Regions from separate parts of the Mus musculus genome. Here region 1 is linked to region 2. A link is a contact called in public Hi-C data. All regions are on one chromosome and are shown on one strand. The core of a region is the stretch at or near the end of the contact, and the rest is flanking DNA. Distances in the headings are between cores, read along the strand shown. Region 1 holds the start of Cd28 (CD28 antigen). Region 2 holds the start of Cflar (CASP8 and FADD-like apoptosis regulator).

Region 1 (7,011 bases), core at 2,300-4,799, 2.0 Mb before region 2:
TGAGAGGAGAGGAGAAAAGGATTTATCCCTGTCAACCCGCCTGCTATGAGGTAATGGTGCTTTCTGGGAGTTCCTTGTCTTCTAGTCACGACAAGTGAACCCTGTTGTCCCCACCAATGCCTGTGAAGGTGAACAAAAAGAACAATGCTTTAGATGATAAACCACAAATGAAATTTGCTTCTGGAATCTTAGTGGCATAATTTTTTTCACTTGGTCAAGGTCAGCACACTGCCAACTAAGAAGTACTTGAAGGAAGATATCGACACACAACAGTCATGGTAATTACAGGGAATTTCTTCACTCGTGAAAATAGAAAAGGGGGTCATTAGATAGAAGAGTCCATATCTAAGGAAGGGAGGCAATGAGAGCCCTTCCCCCACCGCAAAAGTTTGCATGCCTGCTCTTCACAGCAACTCTCACAGATTCGTTTCTTCTGATCTGCCTGTGGCGATGACTCATTCTGCTTCTTGGAATTGATAAATCAATATTAATTTTAAAACTCCTTGCTATTAAAGTCTCTGCTAGATGGGTTGCCTTTAAAAGAGGGTAGTTGGGGGAGGGGACACTAAAAAGATAGTGTATTAATTAAGAGCATGGTAGTGAACCAAATTCTTAGCAAATCCTGTATTTTGGAAGTAGCTATCAGATGTACTTCAAATGCCAGAATGCCTGGTCAGTTTTTAACAATCAGAAGAGCTGGCCACGATGCATCAGAATCAGTGCAAAGGCAGCAGCCTGCAGATTACATCACATTCCTCCGCACTCATCTTTTCTTATCTTACTTTGCAAGCCCAGCCTCAGAGCGACACTTAACTGTGAGAAGCCAATTATTTTTCTGTGCATCTACCACAGAGGAAGTCATTTGCCAAAGATCGGGCAAGAATACAGTTTTTAATTACTCTACTTTGTAGATATGACTTTTTATTAAATGCCAATCATTTTTCCATGCCTCACTATGGAAAAGGAGTTCTGAGGGGAATGCAGAATCAGTGGAGAAGTCATTCATGTTCAACCTGGCCACTTGGGCATGCTCTATCCACTACGATTTGGGGAGAAATGAAAAGAAGTGCTCTCACGGAAAAGTAAACAGGTATTTCCTGAGTTTAGTCTCTAGACTACATGGTCAGTTTGCTGAAAAACTAACAAAAGGCTAGGATAGATAGATAGATAGATAGATAGATAGATAGATAGATAGATAGATAGATAGATAGATAGATAGATAACCAATGATGCATGTTATCTACCCACCCCCACTATCAACCACAAATGATTATTCTCTCAGGAACCTGCAGCTATGAGCTGGACTTACACTCCAAAACCCAACAGAATCCGGTCTTTTAAGATCTCAGGAGCACTATTATCCAACATGCATACAAAACATGTAACTTTAGCAGAAGAAGCATCTAAGGTACAGCTTCCTAACCCTTCCTGTATCAGACTTCTTTAATTGAGCCATAATGATCTTTCTGCTGTATCACTCAAGCCATGAGAATCAGGTTGCACTTAAGCATCATCAAGTAAGTGCATTAATGCATGCTGTGAACCAATGAGTCAAAATTATTCAATTAATGAATCTAAAGACCTGCCCCTAACACACAGGCACATTTTAATGCAGTTACATGTCTCATGTAGCCCAGGTTAGCCTCATACTTGTTATGTAGCCAAGGATAACTTTGATCATTCTGATTCTCCTGCCTCTACTGGATTATAGGAATGTGCTACCATGCCTGTTTTATGCTGTGCTGTGATCAAACCCAGGGTTTCATGTACGATAGATAAGTGCTATGCCAACTGTACTACATCCCCAGCCCAAGACAGTAACATTTGACCAGGGAGTTTCCTTGTGTGAGATGGTGGACATGAAGAGAGAAATGAAAAGCATACAAAAGGCTTCACATCCTTTTCCATGGGTCACACATCTTTGCATTTGCAATTATCTTCCTTTCCTTTTAACTTCTTTCTCTTCAGCTTCCTACCTCTACCCCATCCTACTTTTTCAATGGCTGCTTGGCATCAAATCCTAAGACGTAGTAGGAAAATGTATTGGTATCTATGAAGCAAAACCTATCTTAAGGTAAATAAAACTAACGACCTGCACACATGTGAACTTGCCAACTTCTCTTTTAGCTAACCCCTGTAAAGATTCTAAACAGTGAAACATACAAAGCTTTGAGTCCAACCCAAAAAGTTTCCAAAGAAAATACATGAGTTTATAACAAATGGCTGTCCACAGAGGGCATCAGAAAAGCATTCTGTGTAAAATCACTAATGTTGCATGACTTTCAACAAGGGTAAGGCTTTACTATCTAGTAAATTAAGGTGTCTTAAGTATTCCTTTAAAAGAAAGTTAAGATCCCTTAAACATGATATACAGAAACCTTTAAACATAAATTTTAAAGATTCTTTAGCTGTAAATATGTGTTGCCAAATACTGGAGACCTGCATCCTCTGGAGAAATTATTGAACATTCTCTTCAATAGATGGCCTCCTTCCAATGGTCTCTTCATTTGGAATGGAGTTTATGACAATAAATAGCTCTTACTCATGAGAACCAAAGGTTGTTTAGGGTAAGAACTTTCTAATTGATAAATATATAGCCTCCTTGCCATTGCTATTGGGAACTTGAAGGATTTTAACCTAAATAAACATATTTCAACCAACAGTAAAAGGAAACTTACTGGTGTCTATACCAGCTTTTGTGCTTACTTCAGGATTCTTCTTGGCACTCGCTGAATTCAGGTAGACATACTACTTACATGAACACCATGTTTACTGCTCAAGCCTGAACTAAGACCTCCACAATGTCTATTTCATTTTATCTCACAATGAAATTGAGGTGATGCTCATTTAGGGTCCCGTTTTACAGAGATTTAGGTAGTAAATCCTGCTCCAAACGCCACTAGGGAGAATTGAGATATGAGCCCAGGCAATCTAATCCAAGACCTCTAGAATTTACCTACTCTCTTACTTATCACAGTTTTATAGGATGTAAAAAGTAGAATCCTGACTGGGCGGTGGTGTCACATGCCTTTAATCCTTGTACTCAGGAGGCAGAGGCAGTTAAATCTCTGAATTCGAGGACAGCCTGGTCTACAAAGTGAGTTCCAGGACAGCCAGGGCTATACAGAGAAACCCTATCTCAAAACAAAACAATAAATAAAATTCTGAATATAAAAGTTCTTGGGACTAGTTGTTAAATAAAATGTTACTTCTTCCCAAAGAACTTGTGTTAAAGTTCTATTTGCTGTATTATGAGAATTAGCTAGTTTCTAAATAGTAGCTTGTCAAATTAGCACAAAACTCTAAATGCATTCAAGTTTCACAGGTCACTACAGTTTTAAAATAAACCATGCTGGTCATGAGAACACAAATGAAAACAGGGGGAAAAATGGTATCAAAATTGCTTACCTGTTACTTGAACTGAGAAGAAGTTGAGAGCCAAGAACAGCAGCCTGAGTGTCATTGTTCTGATGAGGGCCAGGGCTGCAGCCCCTCCTCTGTGAGCAAGGCAGAGTGTGGTGTGAACTGAAGTCACATCTGCCAAGGTCTATGACTCTCTGCCATCCAGGGCCACTTTACAGGGCACATGATCAAGGGACTCAAACCACAAGGCTTCGTGACTTTCACACAGGATATTACATTGTTTTTGATGACTTGACTTTTACTTCTTTTAGCAACCAGTCCTTTTTTTCTTTTTTCTTTTTTGGGAGGCGGGGGGGGGGGGTACTGAAGAGAGTGTCAGCCACCACCAGATAATGTGCTCAGGAGAGTCATGCTGATGAGCATCGGAGCTGTGAAATGTGGGCGCTTAGGGCCCAGCAACAACAAAAGCAGACAAACAAGGCATTCTAAAGAAGAGAGAAAAACCTCTCTCAGAAGACAAACTCTTACAGACGAATCCAAAATACAAGGCTGTGTGGGAAGCTGAGAGATTTCTATGCACGTGTTTAAATTCTGCATAAACGTTATGAGATTGAAGTTTGAAATAATCTTAAGGCGATCCTATGGAGTGTATGTATAACTCACTTCTACCAATTTTGAAAACCGCTTCCAAGTACACACTTGGCAAGCACCCAGGCATCTGAGCAGCTGCAGAAATTTCCAGAGCAAAGAGGAAGTCATAAAAACACCATATTTTCTTAGGGAAACAGGAGGTAAACGAAACACCCTTGCTACCTCATGTTCCCTATGTCCCTCAAAGAAACATTTCAAACAGCAGACCATTGGAAGATTCACCACAGAGACACCCGGGGCCTTTGTAACCAGCTCTCCACACCTCTCCCCAACTCCTGGGCCTTCTGTAGACAGGGCTAGCCCACCAGCATGGCCAGCTCCACATTCCTCTTCTAGAGCCATCCTGGATCCCCCTGGTCAGCATCTGTACTCAACAGCTTCCCTGATAGTCTGACTCTTATAGAAGCTATAATCATCGGAGTTTGTGGTTATATGTATCTCATACACATTAGCTTTCTCAAAACTTTCTTGGTGATTTTTTTTCTTTCTTTTCTGATAATCTGAGCTTTGTGAAACCAGCCTCATTTGTGATTTTGTGTATATTTAAAAGAATGATTTATATTTTTTATTCTGAATACAAAAGTGAGCTATATTGCATACGTAAAAAAATTTAGAAAAAAATATAAGCATAAAGTCAAGGTTTACCTATATTCTTACCGAATTATAAAAATACTTAATATTTGAGCCATTACTTTCCATGTTGTTTTGTTTATAGTTTTCAATAGATATGTTATCAATTGTTAATTTCTAAGGCATCCATATATGATATAAATATTTTTATTACATTTTAGCTGGTATATAAAACTTAAATATTAAACGTATCAGTCAAATACCATATGATGTTTTATAGGCATATATACATATTTTATTTTTCGAGACAGGGTTTCTTTGTGTAGTCCTGGCTGTCCTGGAACTCGCTCTGTAGATCAGGCTGGCCTCAAACTTGTAATCCTCTTGACACAACCTCTTAAATGCTAGTATTATAGATGTGGACCATAATACCCGATTCTACTCTCTGATTCTAGGCAATGAATGTTTTTTTGTTTTGTTTTGGTTTGTTTGTTTGTTTTTTTATCTTCAATTGGATGAAATTATGTGATACTTGTCTTTGTGTAGCTGACTTCTCTCTCAATGGCAGTATACAGAATAGAAAAAGATTTTCACAAAATTCACATCTGACAGAGGGCTAACATCCAAAATATTTAAAGAACTCAAGAAACTAGACATCAGCAAACTAAATAATTTAACTTTAAAATGGGATACAGGTCTAAGCAGAGAATTCTCAACAGAGGAATTTCAAATGGGTGAGAAACACTTAGAAATGGTCAGTGTCCTTAGCCATCCAGGAAATGCAAATCAAAACAACTTTTGAGATTCTGTGCTATGCCAGTCAGAATGGCTAAGATCAAAACCACAAGTGACAGCTCATGCAGGCCAGGATGCTTAACAAGGGAAACACTCTTTCATTGCTGGTGGGAGTGCAAACATGTATAACCACTTTGGAAATCAATATAGCAGTTTCTCAGAAAAGTGGGAATCTATCTACCTCAAGACTCAGCCTTACCACTCCTGAACATATATAACTAAAGGACACTCCAATCTACCATACTCATCTGTTAAAAAGATGACATCACGAAATTTGAAGGCAAATGAGAGGAACTAGAAAAAAATCATCCTGTGTGAGGTAACCCACAACCAGAAAGAATGTTTAAATGCTAAAAAACCATGTTGCATGGTATGTACTCAGTTATAAGTGGATATTAACTGTAAAGTAAAAGATAATCATGCTACAATCCACAGACCATAAGTAACAAGGAATGCTTAATGGAAAGAAGGAACAACACAGAATATTCCTGGAAAGTGGAAGTAGAATATATTTCCTAGGTGAGGATGAAAACAGGAGGGGTTGGATGGTGGAGGGCGGATGGAATGAGAAAATACTGGGAGAGACGACTAGGATCGGGGAGGGGCATTTGGGGAATGAGTTAGAAACCTAGTGAAATGGAAACTCCATGGGATCTACAAGGGTGACCCTAGTGAAGACTCTTAGTAATGGGAGACACAGAAGCTGCAGCCATCCTCTGCAACGAGGCAGGGCCTCAAGTGGAAAGACTGGGACATCAACCCAACCATCTAACCTCCAACCTACCATGTCATGCCTGCGTGACATGCTGGCACTGGAGCCTAGCATAATCATCATCGAAGAGACCAGAGAGACTTCATCCAATAACTGATGGGAGAGGATACAGAGTCCCACAGCCAAACATTAGCAGGAGCTCAGGGAGTTCTGCAGAGGAAGAGGGGTAAGAAGGATTGGAGGAACCACAGGGGTCAGGGGCACAAGAACACAGCCCACATTAGCAACTGACTGGGACTCAAGTGGACTCACAGAGATCAGGGATCCTGTATGGGTGACCTAGGTCCTCAGCATATCTGTTATGGTTATGTAGCTTGATGTTCTTATGGGATTACAAACAGTGGGATCCAGGGATACTTCTGACTCTTTTGCTTGCTTTTGGAACCTTTTTGTTCCTGCTTTTTGTTGTTGTTGTTGTTCCCTGTCCAGCCTTAATGTGACGGCATGTAAATTGTAGCTTGTTACAGCATATTTGGTTGATGTCCCTGGAAGGCCTGCTCTTTTCTGAGGGGTGGAGGTAGGGGGAGATCCAGGAGAAAAGGGAGGTGGTGAGGGAGTGTAGCTGGACATTTGACTACTTTATGGGTTTTTTTTTTTTCTTCATGGAGAAGGTTTTTACCCTTCATGCCTTTCCTACTCTTTCAACTCATTAACACTAGATAGGAGAGAAAAAAGGATAGAGGTGAAAGGGGCTGACATTATCATTAGACTACTTTCTGCTGATTAGGGGCATTGAGTTCCTTGGGGCAAGTTTGATATTTGCAGTCAAGATATCTAATTATTCTTCCTCCTCCTCCTCCTCCTCCTCCTCCTCCTCCTCCTTCTTCTTTTCTTCTTTTCTTCTTTTCTTCTTCTTCTTC
Region 2 (6,780 bases), core at 1,886-4,385:
TGATCCCCCTTGGTAGTCCTGACTTCTCGCCTATCTGGTCCTGAACGATTCTTTGACATTCCTGAAAGCAACCATGGTTAACGAGACTGATTCCACATTTAGGCTGAATGGTGGCCAGCTTGTTTGTGGAAAGCCTGGGCAGAGAGCAATTGCATCATTTCTCCAGGGTAAAGCCTTGTGCTATATATATAAAACCCCCTGTTCCCACCACAACATTTTAATAGGTTCCCTAGGCCTTTAAGCACACCCTTAACTATCTGTCAGATTAAAATAGTATGGCCTTGGGGTTTAAGCAGGGCATAAGTCAAGCATAAAACTTTTGTTCAGGTTTCAGTAGTCACTCAGCCATGGTTCTGTATGTAACTTGTTACTACTTTTGTGTTTCCTAATTAAAAGGGGGTAGGAGTGTCAGTCAGCAGAGAAATGCATACACTTTCATTTCCATCAGGGACTTTGATGGACCCCCTCCGTAACACCTAGAGGTGTTTGAGCAAGATATCTGTAAAGTGCCTACCTTTTAAACAAAGATCTAACTTTTAAAAAATGCTTTTCAGTCAAGCATGGCAGTGTGTACCCATAACTAAGGTAACAGAGAGGACCAGGAGTTCAAGGTTGGCCCAGGCTCCAGGAGACTCAGTCTCAAACAAAACCAAAAACTAAAGCTACAAGAGAAAAAAAGTATTTTTTAAAAGATCACAGAAATATAAGGCAAAGGGGGACTTTTAAACATGGAACATTTCACAGGTCCATGAAGCTCTGGTTCCCACTTGTAAAACAAGATCTTTGAAGGAAGTCACTTACTTCAAAGCACACTAAACCTTGAAAGTAGTTAAAGCAAGTGGAGTTTTCAATCACACTGAAAAACTGAGGTGGGCTGGAGAGATGGCTCATCGGTTAAGAGCACTGACTGCTCTTCTTCTAGAGGTCCTGAGTTCAATTCCCAGCAACCACATGGTGGCTCACAACCATCTGTAATGGGATCTAATGCCCTCTTCTGGTGTGTCTGAAGACAGCTACATTTTATTCACATACATCAAATAAACAAATAAGTAAATAAAAACTGAGGTATTAAATGTAGATCAAAAACTGTGAAAGACCTGGGTGCAGGAGCTCATGTCAGTAATCTTCGCGCTTGGGAAGCTGAGGAGGATTTGGAGAATTCAAGGCCAATCTGTGCTGCGTGGTGAGTTGCAAACCAGCCTGGGCTATAGTGAAGTGCTGTCTTCAAAATCAGAAGATACAGCCGGGTGTGGTGGCGCACGCCTTTAGTCCCAGCACTTGGGAGGCAGAGGCAGGCGGATTTCTGAGTTTGAGGCCAGCCTGGTCTACAGAGTGAGTTCCAGGACAGCCAGGCCTACACAGAGAAACCCTGTCTCGAAAAAAAAACAAAAAACAAACAAAAAAATCAGAAGATACCACAGTCTTCTTCAACTGAAGAGTTCAATGCAGAACACAGTCTCGAATAAGTGGTAAATCTGATACCGAGTTGGCAGAACTTAATTCTTTCAATGTGTTCAACCAAAGAAACCCCAGAAAGAGGAAAATAATGAAGCTAAGATTTGTTGTTGTTGTCTTTGTTGTTGTTGTTGTTGTTGTTGTTTTCTGGCATTAAATGGACAAAGAAAAAGTGGCTATGAGTACAGATCATCGAATGAGCATAAATATAGAATAAGGTACAAAGAGCAGAAAGAGTTCAATTTTACCTAGAAAGACAAGGGCACACAGACAGACAGACACACACACACACACAGTCTTTTTCTTTCAATAGTGACACAAAGGAAGAAATTGTTCCCCAAAGCTAAGAATTGAAGAGGGAGGAGAAAGAAAGAAAAAAAAAGAGCCAATGAAACAAATCCAAGTGGCCACTGCACAAGATGGGGAAGGAGGGGAAACTAGGATGGAAACAGAAAAACAACACCACAAACATCTGTTCTGAAAGACTGTTTGGAGAAAGAATACGAAAAGGAGCTGGATGGCTGGGGCCAAGGGAAGATTCCCAATTTTTTTAAAGGCAACCAAAAGACTGTATTTGAGTACACCAATGTATGTGACTAGAACCAGCCACCTCTGGCTGTCGCTAGGGAATGGACTCGTGGGAGGTGGGGGCAGTGTCTGTATTTACTTTGCAGGTATATTTTATTTATATTATAACTTGCCTGAAAGGTTTTGGATATTAAAATGCAATGCAAAATAAGAAGTAAAATCCTTAGTAAGGAGCAAGACAGCTGCCCCAGGTGGGGTGTCAAGTCTTCCCAGAGGTGAAGGTCAGCTAGGGCGTCATAACACAGGTAGTGCTTCTTGTTTCTGAGATTTAAGAGAAATAATGCTTTGAGTATAGGAAGGCCCTGGGCCAAACCCTCACTGCCTCACTCTTGGCCAGCAGGCTTCTTGCCAGGATAAGCTGTCCTTGAGCTTTGTCCAGGCAGCCTCTACGCTGGGATTATAGAAACAAACAAAAAACACCCAAGTACCTTGTTCGAAATTTCACGCCATCCAGAGTCACACACTAAATTAACAAGGAGGCATTTGAGTCCAGTAACAAGTTTAATTTAATAAGTCTTTGGCTCTCTTCAAGAAAGACTTGGATTTGAATGTGCCACAAGTCTGGAGGTGCTGTGAGTGGATCCCCAAAAAGCACAGAAGGAACCAAGAGTGGAAGATAGGAAACGAACACTTTCCTACATTAATCAGGAGTCAGCTCTCCAACTTCCCAAGTCCCTTTGGGAACTGCAAGAATAGGAGGGGTTCTGGGATTACTCACACCGGGCGGTCGCCGGCCCATCCCACTCAACAACGGCTTTGTCGCCTGTCTTCGCTGGAGACCACCAGAAAACTGGATCGAACGAGACACTGGAAAGAACACAGAGAGGAGCAGACTCTTCAGTAGGCGTCCAGGAAAGTTAGCCTGCGGAGCTGGCCCAAGCTGCTAGCCAGGTGACGCGCCCAGCGAGCCCAACAGGTTCAGGAATGAGATGCGACCGCTCTCTCCCAGCGATAAGGACGTCCCCAGAGTACTCTTGCGGGGGCAGAATCGCGAGTGTGAGCAAAGAGAAGGGCTCCGAGAAGATGAGAATGGCCGCCATTTCACCAAAACTGAATCGAGGCCATTGCTGAATTCCACAATCCTAACAAGAGGGCGGAGGAAAGTTACAGGAAGCCAGAGAGGAAGCCAACTTCCGCCTCTAGGGGCGAAACTGACCAGTCAAGGCTCAAAAAAAAAAAAAAAAAAAAAAAAAAGAAAGAAAACCCCAAAGACCGCACATACCCCAAATCCCGCCCCCCATGCTACTTCTCTGAAGGAAGGAAACACCCCACTTCCCACCCACCCACCCCCCACCCGGGTTTCTCGCAGCTTGGGAAACTAGGTTAGCAAGTGGTGACTTGCTAAAGAATTAAATGTCATCAAAAACAATGTACAACATAAAACTTCTGGAAAAATCCATTGAAGCTGAGTGTGGTGGTGTACGCCCAGCTTTGGGGGCGGGCGGGGGTGGGGTCGGCTGCTGAGAGAAGATTTTAGCGGTCAAATCGCTTGCTTACCCAAAGCCTCCACCTCCGCGCCCCACCCCGCCCCCCACCCCCCACCCCCCCCCCACTCCCCCCCCCCGCTCCAGCTGCCAAGTGAGGTCTCTGCCTTCAGAAACCCTGTGCTCTGGACATTGGTCACTGAATACACACAGTACCTAAGTGTCATCCCAGCTGGTTGGAATAAAGACTTTCAATAGGCTATGAACTTTGGCTACGTGGTTATCTCTGGTGGACTCCCAGGAACAGTGACTAATAGCGACATACTCTCTAATCCTAGTAATCCAATCAGGAGGCAGACACAGGTGGATCTCTGCACAGTCTAGGGCAGCCTGGGCTACACAGTGAGTTTAAGGAGAGCCAGGGCTGTATAGAGAATAGAGTCCTGTCTCAGAATACCAAAAAATAAAATAAAAAAATAATTTGCTTACAAACCAAGCTTGTTTGTGATACCAGAGAGCTGAGCTTTCTGCTTTGTTCAGAACCTTTTGTAAACTAGGAGGTCGACCTTTTATCTAAAATCTCTTCTTAGGTTTTAAATTTTAGATCATCCCTATTGGTCAAGGCCTGACATATGACACTCCCTTCTGGCCCCACCCCTTTTACTGTTAAAAAATTTTTTTTCGAAGGTTACCTGAACCCGGAGGATTTAATTAGACTCCTTGAATTTACTTCCAGCGAACTTGTCCACCAAAAGAGAGAGAGAGAGAGAGAGAGAGAGAGAGAGGGAGGGAGAGAGAGAGAGAGAGAGAGAGAGAGAGAGAGAGAGAGAGAGAGAACCAACTTTTCGAAAGGAAAGCTGGAAACTGGACAGTTCAACTCCAGGAAATGAGTAATTCTCTAGATGTTTTGTGCTTGACTAATTGTGGCTCGGCCAGCAAAGTTAATCTTTAGTTTTCCGACAGGAACACAGGAATGCTCCCCCTTGGGGGTTTATGGGTGCTCCCTCCAGTCCTCAATGCAGTCACTACAGCTCCGGGGTGCCTTAGGGTCATTAAGGGTCACTTCCCTGAAGATCCCATCCCCTGAACACACCAGGCCTCCTTGAACTGGGAGTTGTTGCCACCTGTGGTCGCCCTGAGCCCTGGTTCTTACCCAGCCAGCAAAGCCAGTAAAGGAGCTACAGTCCTCCGCGCCCTCCCGGGCTCCGCCCGCCATCCCCTGTGCGCCAGCGCCGGCGCCGGACTCGTAGCGACCTCCTTGCCGGGCTAGAACGCGCACGGCACAGCGGCCCGGGACTTAGGGTCCCAGGCTCGCGCAGCGTCGCGAGTAGCGCGCCAGTTACACCGCGCAGGTCACGTACCTGTCCGGCCCTAAGTGGCCGCTTGAGAGGCTCAGGTCTCAGAGACTTCGCTGCGTGCTTTAGGGTCCGCAAAATGGAGACGCCCAGAAACCGAAAGCAGACGTGGCAGCAGGCGCAGCGTCTCTGAGCCCTGGCTCGCATCCTGGGCCGGGTTTTTAGCAAAGACAAAGGTCTTCCGAGCAGTCAGCATAGAGGCCGAAAAGCATTCTCTCCAGACCCTTACTTGACTTTATAAAGACAAAAAAAAGTCTTTGGCTAGATACACTTTTAAATACAGAAAAACACAAATAAAATAACAAATATCTTTATTTCTACCAGTCTGAACATGTAGGCTTCCTTTTTTATCCGGTGGAGCCGCTCCAGTGGAAGGAGACAAAGTATCAACACATTTTCTGTGTTACTCTCTTGGAGGCCTTGTGGTGGAAGAGGACAGGAAGCAAAGGAGAGAATCAGCTCTACAAGTTGTCCCCTGATAACCACGCGTGTGCCAGGGCATGTGTGCCCACACACATAAACATAATAAAATTAAAACTAAGCCTTTAGCCTTTAAGCCTCGATCTAAATTACACTTTAAAACTTGTTACTTAAGGACTGGAGCAGGTGGTACAACTAGTAAATATTTTTCCCTGCTCCCAAAGACTGATGACTTGTAAAAGTAAAAAGAAAGAAAAAAAAAAAAAAAACCACACCCACACAGGTAGCCTCCGTGTGTGCGATGCTGTACGCATGTCAATGCAGATATGGAACACACAAAATAATAAAGGAAAAGTGTAAACCATGTAACTCAGCTACAGAATATATATCCCATAAAATAATAGGACACAGCTGTCCCCGGCAGAGCCTGTAACCATACTCGGGTATGTCTTACTCTTTCCCAGAGCATTTCTCTACTAACCTCTAGTCTTACAACCCATGGTAAAAATGTCGTTTAACCTCAGCCTCTCAATAGGATTCTAGGATTCTAGGCCTGTGTTCACCAGACCCAGCTCAAACTCTTAATTCATTCATTCACTAGTATATGACATTATTTTTTCTTGTGTATCAAGTTTTATTTCTCACTCTTACAGAGTTCTTATAAATAATACTTGGATAACTAAAATTTAACAGTATATATGCCCTTTCTATATAGGAGAGCATGCTGAGAAGACAAAAATGTTGTAGCAAGAACTTTTAGGGGGCTGGAGAGATGGCTCAGTGGTTAAGATCACTGACTGCTCTTCCAGGGGTCCTGATTTCAATTCCCAGCAACCACATGGTGGCTCACAACCATCTGTAATGGGATCCAATGCCCTCTTCTGGTGTGTCTGAAAACAGCAACAGTGTACTCACACATAAAATAAATAAATAAATCTTTTTTTTTTTAAGGCCGGGGGTACTTTTAGAAGGGCATGATGGCACACACCTTTAATCCCAGCACTTTGGAGGCAGTAGTAAACAGATCTCTGTGAGTTCAAAGCCAGCTTGGTCTACAAGAGCAAATTCCAAGACAGCCAGGGCTACACAGGGAAAACATGTCTTGAAAACATAAACAAAAAAATAACTTTTAAATAATGTTGTAAAGAGTTTCCCACAAAATATCTAGTGACATACTGTCCCCAGATTCATTTTATGAACCCCATCAAGATTTTACCACCTCATAGATAATCTGAGAGTCAAGCATGCCAGCCTGTTATAAATACACTTCTAGTTCTACCATAGGATCACAGACTTAGAAAGCTCCATAGAACTGTAACCATGTCCCCTTATTCTTAATGAAGAAACAAAGTTAGTTGTGTACTGTTAGAATATTATTGATTTTCCATTGCTGTATGTCTCCCCACCCTCCAACACCATTTTTTTTGAGACAGACTCACTATGTAGCCCTAGTTGGCCCAGAACTTAAAGTGGTCCTCCTACCTCTGCCTCTCCAAGTGCTGGGATTATTGATGTGCATCATGTATTACCATATCTGG

Evidence for each region. A called contact is a pair of places that touch in the nucleus more often than the background predicts.
Region 1: a contact with region 2 is called in a Hi-C map of memory CD8 T cells, with 8 times the contacts expected there. The contact joins the promoter of Cd28 here to the promoter of Cflar in region 2. A contact is called at or near these places in 2 of 484 Hi-C or Micro-C datasets (CD8 T cells and memory CD8 T cells).

The regions. Positions count from the first base shown.
Region 1 is chr1:60,742,926-60,749,936 of GRCm38.p6, reverse strand. Cd28 (CD28 antigen) reads right to left here and starts at 3,549. Exons shown (of 4, transcript NM_007642.4): 1 at 3,409-3,549. The coding sequence starts at 3,463.
Region 2 is chr1:58,709,641-58,716,420 of GRCm38.p6, reverse strand. It overlaps Cflar (CASP8 and FADD-like apoptosis regulator), which reads right to left and starts at 3,135. Exons shown (of 10, transcript NM_207653.6): 1 at 2,762-3,135.